2 separate regions of the Mus musculus genome follow, and region 1 is linked to region 2. Evidence: chromatin contacts called from public Hi-C data. All regions are on one chromosome and are shown on one strand. The core of a region is the stretch at or near the end of the contact, and the rest is flanking DNA. Distances in the headings are between cores, read along the strand shown.

Evidence for each region. Hi-C and Micro-C count contacts between places; a contact is called where the count stands out from the background.
Region 1: a contact with region 2 is called in a Hi-C map of uterus, with 7 times the contacts expected there. The contact joins the promoter of Atp12a here to the enhancer-like site in region 2. A contact is called at or near these places in 2 of 39 promoter capture datasets (liver and stem cell-derived epiblast-like cells), 2 of 15 datasets of contacts at CTCF or cohesin (CD8 T cells and stem cell-derived epiblast-like cells), 30 of 484 Hi-C or Micro-C datasets (CD4 T cells, the G1E-ER4 cell line, Th1 cells and 14 more) and 6 of 115 datasets of contacts at active chromatin or transcription factors (CD8 T cells, astrocytes, cardiomyocytes and 2 more).

Annotation. Positions count from the first base shown.
Region 1 is chr14:56,362,684-56,367,380 of GRCm38.p6, forward strand. Atp12a (ATPase, H+/K+ transporting, nongastric, alpha polypeptide) reads left to right here and starts at 2,385. Exons shown (of 23, transcript NM_138652.2): 1 at 2,385-2,606; 2 at 3,266-3,415. The coding sequence starts at 2,598.
Region 2 is chr14:56,312,473-56,317,046 of GRCm38.p6, forward strand. No RefSeq gene overlaps it. Among named protein-coding and RNA genes, the nearest start is that of Atp12a, 50 kb to the right of the region's middle. Within about 2 kb of position 1,734, at least 15 of the 459 cell types and tissues checked have an H3K27ac peak or open chromatin away from gene starts, as enhancers often do. A contact at or near this core is called in uterus, where this site is marked.

The DNA.
Region 1 (4,697 bases), core at 1,135-3,634, 51 kb after region 2:
TCAACAACCCTGGAATTGGCTAATCCACTCATGAGGGCAGGCCCCTCATGACCTAATCACTTCTCAAAGGCAATGTCTGGCCCTGCTCTGTGTTTTGTTTACTTGCTTGATGGTTTTCCTGTACAAAGGGGTAACATTGGACCACTGAACTACATCCCTAGCCCAGACCCTACCTCTTTAGTTAGACCTTCCAAAGAGGATTAAATTTCAATGTGACTTTTGAGGAGGGCATTTAAAACATCTCTCTCCCCACAGATGTTTCTTTTCTTTAAACTATTAATGGTTTTAGACCCTACTATTTAGTTTTAAATTCTTTACTCTCTTGTGCCCATTATTATTTCATTCTCAGTACATTTTACCTCTTCTTCAACTTAACAGTAATCTCTATAGAATGACACAGTTTGCATGCTGTCATTCCATGTCTAGTAAGACTTCAAGATATTGAATGTGTGGATTAAGAAGAGCAAGCTAGGAACACGTATATATCTTGTGGTAGTCTGTCACATTATTTGTCAGTGAGATCGGTGACAGAAGAGGCCCTCAGCATAGGTGGGATTCTTTTTAAAGACAGGAAACCAGACTCAAATAGAAGCTCTTGTAAGCATCTGTGGGCTGAGAAGATGAAGCTGGACAGCTCACAATCCTTTAAAAACAGACTGTCAGCAAGAGGCCATCGGAACTAGGGTTCTCAGAGCTCCTCTGCCCAGAATACCATGGATATTCCTCCAGCCAAAGCAAGAGGAATTTATGCCTAAGGGGAAATCCAACACCTGGGTCTATAGGTAAGGTGATTGTGTCACAGTTATCTGAGGACTGCTCTCCTCACAACGGAGAGGGGACTAGAAGCATTATGCCCTCCCTCCTTTTGGTAGAAATAGAGACTTCCAGATATCACATGACACCAGGAACTGCCTCCAAGGCCAAGGCAGCAGCAACAGCAGGAACTTGGTTCCAGCAGCAGCAGGAACCAAGACTGTCCCTGGCAGAAGTCAGGAACAGTGCAGGACCCAGCACCTAAGCAGGACCTCACCTCTGTAAAACCCAGGAGGTACCAAAGAACCTGACTGAAACCGTTGTCAAGTTTAATGTTATCCTACCCTACACTTGACGCAGACAGATACAACCTTCTAAATATTCTAAATTCTATTTTTAAGGCCCTGCCTGCACTTTGCATTCTGGGTCTGCTCTTGAAACCCCATAATGACCGTGACCCAGGAACATCTCTCTGGGACTTACTTCTCCAGCCTATGTTGTCCCTGAGTTAAGGGCTGGCCAGAACAGCTGGTAAATAAATAAAAGTCGCCTGCAGCACCACCCCTCAGACCCCACATTCTCCCCTGGAGGAAGCAGGGAAGACAATACACAGGTCTGGAGCACTGTGGCTCCAGTCTGTGTTGCAACACAACATCCCCTCCAAGTCTAAAGAATCTGTGGAGTGAAGACGTTGGACTCATTGTTTTGTTCCTGGTCCACAGTAGGAAAACCCTAGATTTCCAACTTTGCCCTTTCTGATTGCAGGAAAAGGGGAGGACAGGCAGGAGGTAGTAAAGGCAGAAGCGATGGTGAGCAGTATTTTGGAGAACAGAGCTATCCATCTGTGTCGTCAAAGTCCTACCCAAACCCTGGCTCTGAAAACCTTCAGCCTGCTCCTCCTTGGAGCTCTGATCTAACCACCACCCCCAGGTCCCCTTATCCTCTCTACTTCCAATATTGTTTCAAAACTCCAGATTTTTATTTCTTTTCTGGATCTTTACAAAGTAATTCAGCTACTCAATAAAGTCTTTGGCGGTTGGCCCAGACTGCTCCGGAGTCTCACTTATCTAAGCAAATGCACTCTAAAATTGGTATTTATTGTTCAGTCACCTTAGATAGATTCCCCGCCCCACCCTCATTTACACATTTTTAAAATAAATTCCTTTATTGGTAAGGAAACTGCAGTTTTAAAAGAAAGTGGGTGTGGATTTTCATAAAAGCTCCATAGGGCGTGGATGAGCCCAGGGCTTGCAGGAATCCGGGGTCCGACTGACAGAAAGGCAGTGGCGCTTGCACGGGGGCTGCACGCACCTGGCGCGTGCCACTGTTGTTGCGCAACCGGCTGGACCTGGTCTCCAGACCCGCCCTAAGGCAGACCCCGCGTCCTCCAGCCAGGTATCAAGAGGAGTCCCCACCTAAGATCCTCAGATCCCTGGCCACCAATCCTACCCCACCCAGGCTTGCGTGTCCTCGGGTTTCCTACCCCAGGGGCGTCCCCAGTGCAGTGAGCTGCGTCGCCCCAGGTACGTGGGCGGAGCGCGCGGCATTTAAGGCGCGCTCCACCTCCCCAGGACAGCGGCTGGCGGTCGGCCGCGGAGGTGCGTGCTGGGTCCGGGTTGGTGCCTTGTCTCTGTAACGCCAACATCGTCGCTGTCACCACTCAGGGACCCGGACCTGCACACCGCCGCGGCAGCCGCCACCGAAAGATCGGACCTGTCTCTAGGAACCACAGTCCAGCGCGCCGCTAAGGCAACGCGCGTCCTCATACTTACCGGGCTCACCTCAGCACGCCAGCATCCGGTGTCTTTCATCATTTGCCAGCGGGTTGGACCACCAGTCACAGTATGCGCCGGGTGCGTGATATCTCCAGGTCTAGTGGGGACCTTAGACGACCATCGGGAAGCGCAGGAAAAAGAAAAAGAAATGCTTGGTCTTGGGACAATAGAGGTTATAGTTCTTAACACTGAACTCAATCCCAGCTGCCAAGAACATATATGGTAAACTTTTGGGCAGACAGTGTATAGAAGTTAGTATAGTTGTGCAAGAAGGGTCCTCAGAGTTGCCAAGCACAGCAGCTGTTCTGCAAGCTCCAATTCGGAGATGACTTGGGTTCTGTTGGATGCAAGGGTCTGAAAAGGCACGCTTGCAGTGAGCCTATTTGAAACTAAACCGCTTCCTTAAGAAGCAGTGTGAACCATGGACCAAGGTGCTAGGGAAAATGATAACTTTCACGCCTGCCCAGACCCAGAGAGGGGTCCCTTGAAAAGATGCTGCTGGGGCTGTACCAGATGAGGCTTCTGCCTCCACAGAGAAGGGATTTTGTGTGTGTGTGGGGGGGGGGGGTAAGGAGGGAGACTTCCCACAGTCGGGTCCTCCACTTCCTCTCCAGCTGGAGATGAAGGGGCTAGCGCTCTTCTTCTTCTAGGGATACCCCCACCCTCTGGGAGGAACTAGGCACCTCCTCAAGGAAACCTGTCTGGAGCTAATATTTACACGTCTGCTTCTCTTCCAGAAAACAGAAATCTATTCTGTAGAGCTCAATGGAACTAAAGACGTCGAGCTGGCAGACCAGAAAGATGACAAAAAGTTCAAGGGCGGGAAGAACAAAGACTCAGAACCCAACAAGAGTCAGGAGGAGGAGCTGAAGAAAGAACTTGATCTGGTCAGTCCCCTGAAGGCAAAAGAGTCTGGTGCCTCCTCACCAGAGCATGTGCCATTATAACTTCCCTCTGGTAAAGGAAAAAAAAAAAATGGCATCAACGTCTTGGAATATCTTAGAAGGGTTCCAATCTCCTTGTTTGTTGCTTGGTTGGTTTGTCTGTCTGTTAGAGCATGATGATAACTTTACTTGTTGGGTTCTGTTCTCCTGTGTCCTCCTCTATCCTTGCTGCCAGATTCCTGTGTTCTGGTTGGAGGCAGTCCTAGACAGGACCAGGAGGTTAACTGTAAACGCCAGAGGCAGAGAGGCAGAGCCCATTCCTCTCATTCACCATCTGAGGTGTTATGTATTCCTGGGAAAAAAAAAAAAAAAACAACTGCTCTAGGGGAGAAATGTCTGGCTTGGGTTCCACAATCATAGTCTCAATCTAAGCCCTTCTCAAGGACTGAACTGTAACTGGGCACAATCAAACTATGGAAACTCCCCTCCCCAAACCCCCACTCTCCCCACTCCCCCCACCCATCCCCCACCCCACCCCTTCTTTCCCTATGTAAAATGGGAAACAGTTTGCTCGAAGTCTGTGGCGGGGTGGGGAAATGAGCTATGTTTTAGAAGTTAAGTTTCTTTATGGAAGGGTGATATTATTATGTCGCTGGGTTACTAAAGCTGATGGCTTTAATGAACAACTTACCCTGGATGTGAACTGCAAGCTATCCTCTCAGGAAGGTCAAAGGGAGCTTGGGGTTGTGTTGGATCGCCCCTGCGGTTCGCTGGACCGCCCCTGCGGTTCATTGGCAGACCTCAAAGCCCCGGGGCGTGTTGGGCTACTGCCAGATTTACGCAGACCGCTCCTTCAGGCTAGGTCACCAATCGTTCACTACTGGGGAACTTGGCACGGTGAGAGCCTCATGAGGAACCAACAAATGCTAGAAGTCCGAGCTGTTTAACTTTCCTGGAGCGATTGTTAAACATTTCAGAGCCAACTGTTAGACAGCTGAACGCATGGTTCCTGGTAGGCACTTGAGGAGATGGCTCAGAAGTTGGACTGTCAGTTTAAATCTCAGTGTGACTGACGCTCACTTTTCTCTTTCCAAACATCTTTAACCCCAGCGCTCAGAAGGCTAAGGGAGCAGTTGTCACAAGTTCAAGCCCAGACTGGGCCGATTCCGGGCTGAGACCTGATTAAGGAGGGGAAAACTCAATGCCTACCTGTTAAGGTTGTGAATAGGATTAACTGAGGAAAGAGCAGTACTAGGTAACACAAAAAAAGTATTACGTCCTGTGT
Region 2 (4,574 bases), core at 484-2,983:
CTTGGGATCCCCAGACTGGGTCCAGAAGTCTTGCCCTATTCTCTTCTCCTGCACAGCCATTGGCTCATCAGTGATTTATTAACCAGTAGGAGGTGATGGAAAACAATCTTTACACATCATTGATTTAGGTGCTCCAAAAATCACGACAATGCCAGTGTCTGGATTGCAACCAGATATCTGGGTACAGCAATCAGTAGCTGAAAACATAGTGCACAAACCATCCCTCAACAGGCTTGTCATCTGATTTCCCAGCACAGCTAAGAAGGAAGGCACTGGGGTCAAGCACTCTGTGGACAAATGCATTTCAGATATGGTTTCTCCTTGTTCTTAAGACCCATTTATCACTCACATTTAGTGTAGAGCATTTGCCCAGCATATGTAGGCTCCCCAGTTCCATCCCCAACAAGGAAAAAAGAAAAATGTTACACTGGTATTTTGTTTTTGTTTTTGTTTTTTGGGTTTTTTTGTTTTGTTTTGTTTTGAGACGGAGTTTCTTGGGGCCCGAGCTAGCCTTGAATTCTTTCATTAACGCTGAGGCTGACTTTGAACTTCTGACCCTCTTGCCTCAAATGCTGCAGCTACTGTGGGCATATGCACCACTCCCGGCTTCGCTGTGTTTGCTTAATTAAAACAGAAGCAAAAAACAAACCAACAATAACTAGCAAAAGACATACTCCAGAAGAACAAAATCCCTTTATTTCACAACTCTTTTGTATATGTAACTTAATTTGCATATTTCACAGGAGGGACCTGACTCTAAAGCCCATGTTTAATGAAGTCACTTAGAGACTCATAATTATCACCTGTATCTGACAAGTTAGTTGCTTTTTCTCTGGTACAGCTCTGAAGCCAGGACTATGACACTGGCAGTGCCCCAGACTTAAAGTCTAAAAACTTGGCACCAGAGCTCAGCTCCTTCTGCCCACTGATCTGTCTGTTTTAATCTCTTAACCTCTAGGAAGTCCAGTCTTTTCCTTGTAAGATGTAGCTAATCTGGCCTCACATCCCTTAAGGTCAGAACACACTGCTCTAAGAACAGATTAACCATTGTTTGAGCATCCTAGAACTGCATTCACTCAAACCAAGCTGGTCCAAATTAGTCCTCCATGCAGCCAAGGAATATAGACCATAGGAGATTGGAAGACTGCCACAGAGAGCAACATAGTTCAGTCTAAGGTATTTTCGTTTTGTTTTAAAATTTTAAATTCTGTTTCTGTGTGTGTGTGTGTGTGTGTGTGTGTGTGTGTGTGTGTGTGCCATGACTGGTGTGTGCAAGTTAGAGAACAACTTACAGAAATTGGCTCTCTCCTTCTACCACGTGAGTCCTGAGAATGAAACTCACATCTTCGGACTTGGCAATGTGGGCCTTCACCAAAAGAGCCATCTCACTTGCCCTTCTTAAAGGTTTTGGTTTGGTTTGGTTTGGTTTGGTTGTTGTTTTTTTTAAGTAGAAGCACACTCTAAATTAACACTAAATAGCCTCGTAAACACATAAACAAGAACTGCAGTCACTTACAAGTACTCTGCACCGTGCACCAGTGTGCCGCTGTGCTGATATAGAACAAATGAACCACAAGTTTGAGATCTCAGGCATCAGAAGCTGTACAGCATGGTCACCCAGGGCATCTCTAGCTTAAGGGCTACTTCGGCCCCATTACGGCCTTTTAGGACCGCTAAGAAAAGCCGCTGCTATGGCTGTGGGCCAAGGCCACACTGCGGCCAAGGCTAGCCTGAGATCACGTGTGTAAATTCAGTCAATAAAACTCCTGGCTAGGACAGGGAAGCGGGAGTGGGTGGGTTAGTGAGCAGGGGGAGGGGGAAGGAATAGGGGGATTCTCAGGAGGAAATGAGGAAAGGGGATAAAATTTGAAATGTAAATAAAGAAAATATCTAATAAAAATATTTTTAAAAACCCTCCTGGCTAGTGGTTATTTCAAATAACCAGAAAGTGTGTGCCACTCGCTAGGCATTCTGGGTGTACAAAGGCAGGAAACTGCCCTCAGCACAAGCTGAGTGCTGTGCTGGGTGGGATTCTAGCAGCAAAGATACCTGCAAGTGCTTCAGCAGGTCAAGCTTGTTCCTCTAGAAACCTCAATCCTGCAGTTACCTGTCACTACCAACAGATGGCACTCACAGTCACGGAGGCTAAGCAGGATTGAACGTGGCTGCTAGGTGGAGACCAGAACACCGCAAAAATGAGGTTTGAGGTGAAAAAAATACTTCACTTTGTTGGCTCAGGGCTGTAATCTCAGCACATGGGAGTCTGAGGCAGAATGACTACCACGATTTTGAGCCATCCGGGGCTTCACTGTGAGCTCCTATCTCAAAAAAAAAAAAAAAAAAAAAAAGGAAGAGAAAGTTCACGTGGAGGGTGTGAATCCGTGACAGAGCTTTTCACACAGCAGGTTGAGAGAGGTAGATGCCAAATACACACATACACACACGCACCTACACACGCGCACACACATGCGTGCACACACGCACAAAGGAAGAAAGAGTGGCATTTGAAAGCAAGGACTGGCAAGAGTGGACTGCTGCTTAGGAGCTGTGGTTCTCAATCTTCCTAGTGCTTCAACCCCTTAATACAGTTCCTCATGTTGGGGTTAGCCCCAACCAAAAATTATTTTCTTTACTGCTTCATAACTGTAGGTTTGCTGCTGTTATGAACTGCAATGTAAATATGTGGTCCAATGATCTTAGGGGGCCCCTGTGAAAGAGTCATTTGACCCTCAAAGGACTCGCACGACCTACGGATAGAGAACCGCTGACCTAGAAACTAAAAAAAAAAAAAAAGGACCAGGTTCAAAGAATGACAGACTTATGAGAACTGCCAAATCCTCAACCGTCTTCTTGTGTCTGTGGAGCTGAGCTTGGATGGACTTCAAGAATACAAAACAACAGGGCAGAGAATCCGGGCAGCAGGAGACCCTGGGAGTCCCCTCCAGAACAGTGGCTGGAGAAAACTACATTTGGGGAAATCTCCTGAGGTTTAAACCAATGTCCTTTAGGCTCCTAGTCTGTTTGGGGAAGGTGGGCATTACTAATGTCCTTGGAGGAACGGGAACATTCTCACAGCTCCCGGGTGTCAGCTCCTTGCCCTTGCAACCAAAAAACCCTGCTCCCCTCCAGGATGCACAGCTGCTTCTGGAAGCATCTGCCAGGGACTCTATTTCCTCATTCCGCAGCCCTTGGCAGCTGGACGGAGCCATTTGAATGCGTTTGGGCCACCAAATGTGGGCTGGTGTGACAAGCTTACCCCCACTCTTGCCTTCCTGCTTCCCTGGGAAGGGTGTTGACATACCGGGTGAGGCCACCTGGCAGAGCCTCCCTGGACACTTCCTGAAGGACTGTGAGGAAATCCCCTCCCTCCTACTACCTCCTGCCTCCTCGCATGAGAAATCAACATTCATTGTGTTGTGTCCCTCAGGCTGGGGCTTATCAAATAGACTAACTAGTTTACCTTCAGTAACCCAAGAGAACATTCAAAATCCTCTACACTAACTATACTAAAATGAACAATTAATTGTTGTCAGTCATAGCAACCCAAGTGCACTATAAAATATTAGATGTTATTGTCCTATCCTCAGGACCCTGCATCCTATATCAACACCCGCTTTCTACCTATCTCCCCCAAATTCAAGATTTTAATGATTCTGTTGAATTAATGTGGATTCAGTGAATCTCTTCTGGCCTAGGAGATTTTTTTTGCTTGTTGTTTGGGTTTCATTTGCTTTTGCAGCTCAGGGGATGGAATTCATGGCTTCATGCATACAACACGGGAACTCTATCACTGGTCCATCCTCAGTGTGACTGAGGTATGCACTAGGCACAGAGGATGAGGCATCCATCCATCGTCTTCCTGTGAGGCCCCTTAACCTCTCATTCCAATAAAGTGTGAACTGGGAAGGTTCCAGAACCTCCACTACAATTATAGGAACCACTGTGAGTTAGTGGGTTATAGCTCTTCTAAGAATTTCCTGTAGTTATCTCAAAGTCTAATCTATAAGGACTTTGGCCGTCTTGCCCAGGCTGGCCTTGAACTCAGCTCATCCTCCTGGCGGAGCCTCCAGAGTAGCTGAGAGTAAAGAAGAGGCCCAATGGCCCCAGCTTCTAAGACTTTTTAACAAGGCTGGAGTCAACAAAAAAATGCAACGGAACAAGATTCTGAGTTGTCGATTGCAATTTAAAAGCTTTTACAGTCCAAGGGCAAAGTCTTCTCAGATTCTTCTGAGCCTGGAATCCCTACAGAGAAAATGAGTCATTTCCAGCTAAAATGAGTGTTGGGCAGGATGTGTGAAGTCATGAAAGAGTTAAGGTACCCTAGCCCTGCAGCTCCCTAAAATGGTCCAACTTAATGAGAAGTCTAAAACCCACCTGTAGCCTCCCACACTACCCTCCTGCACCGACAAATAGACCATGTAAGTACACTACTGGGAATTGGTTTTCCTACCCAGCTTCCCAGTCTTTTTCTTCCCCTTCTTCCTATAAAAACCCAAACAGAACCCCATACATTAGGATCTTGGCATAGAAGGTCACCTTGCTTATGTTCCCTGAGGAGAAAAAAAAAGTCTGAC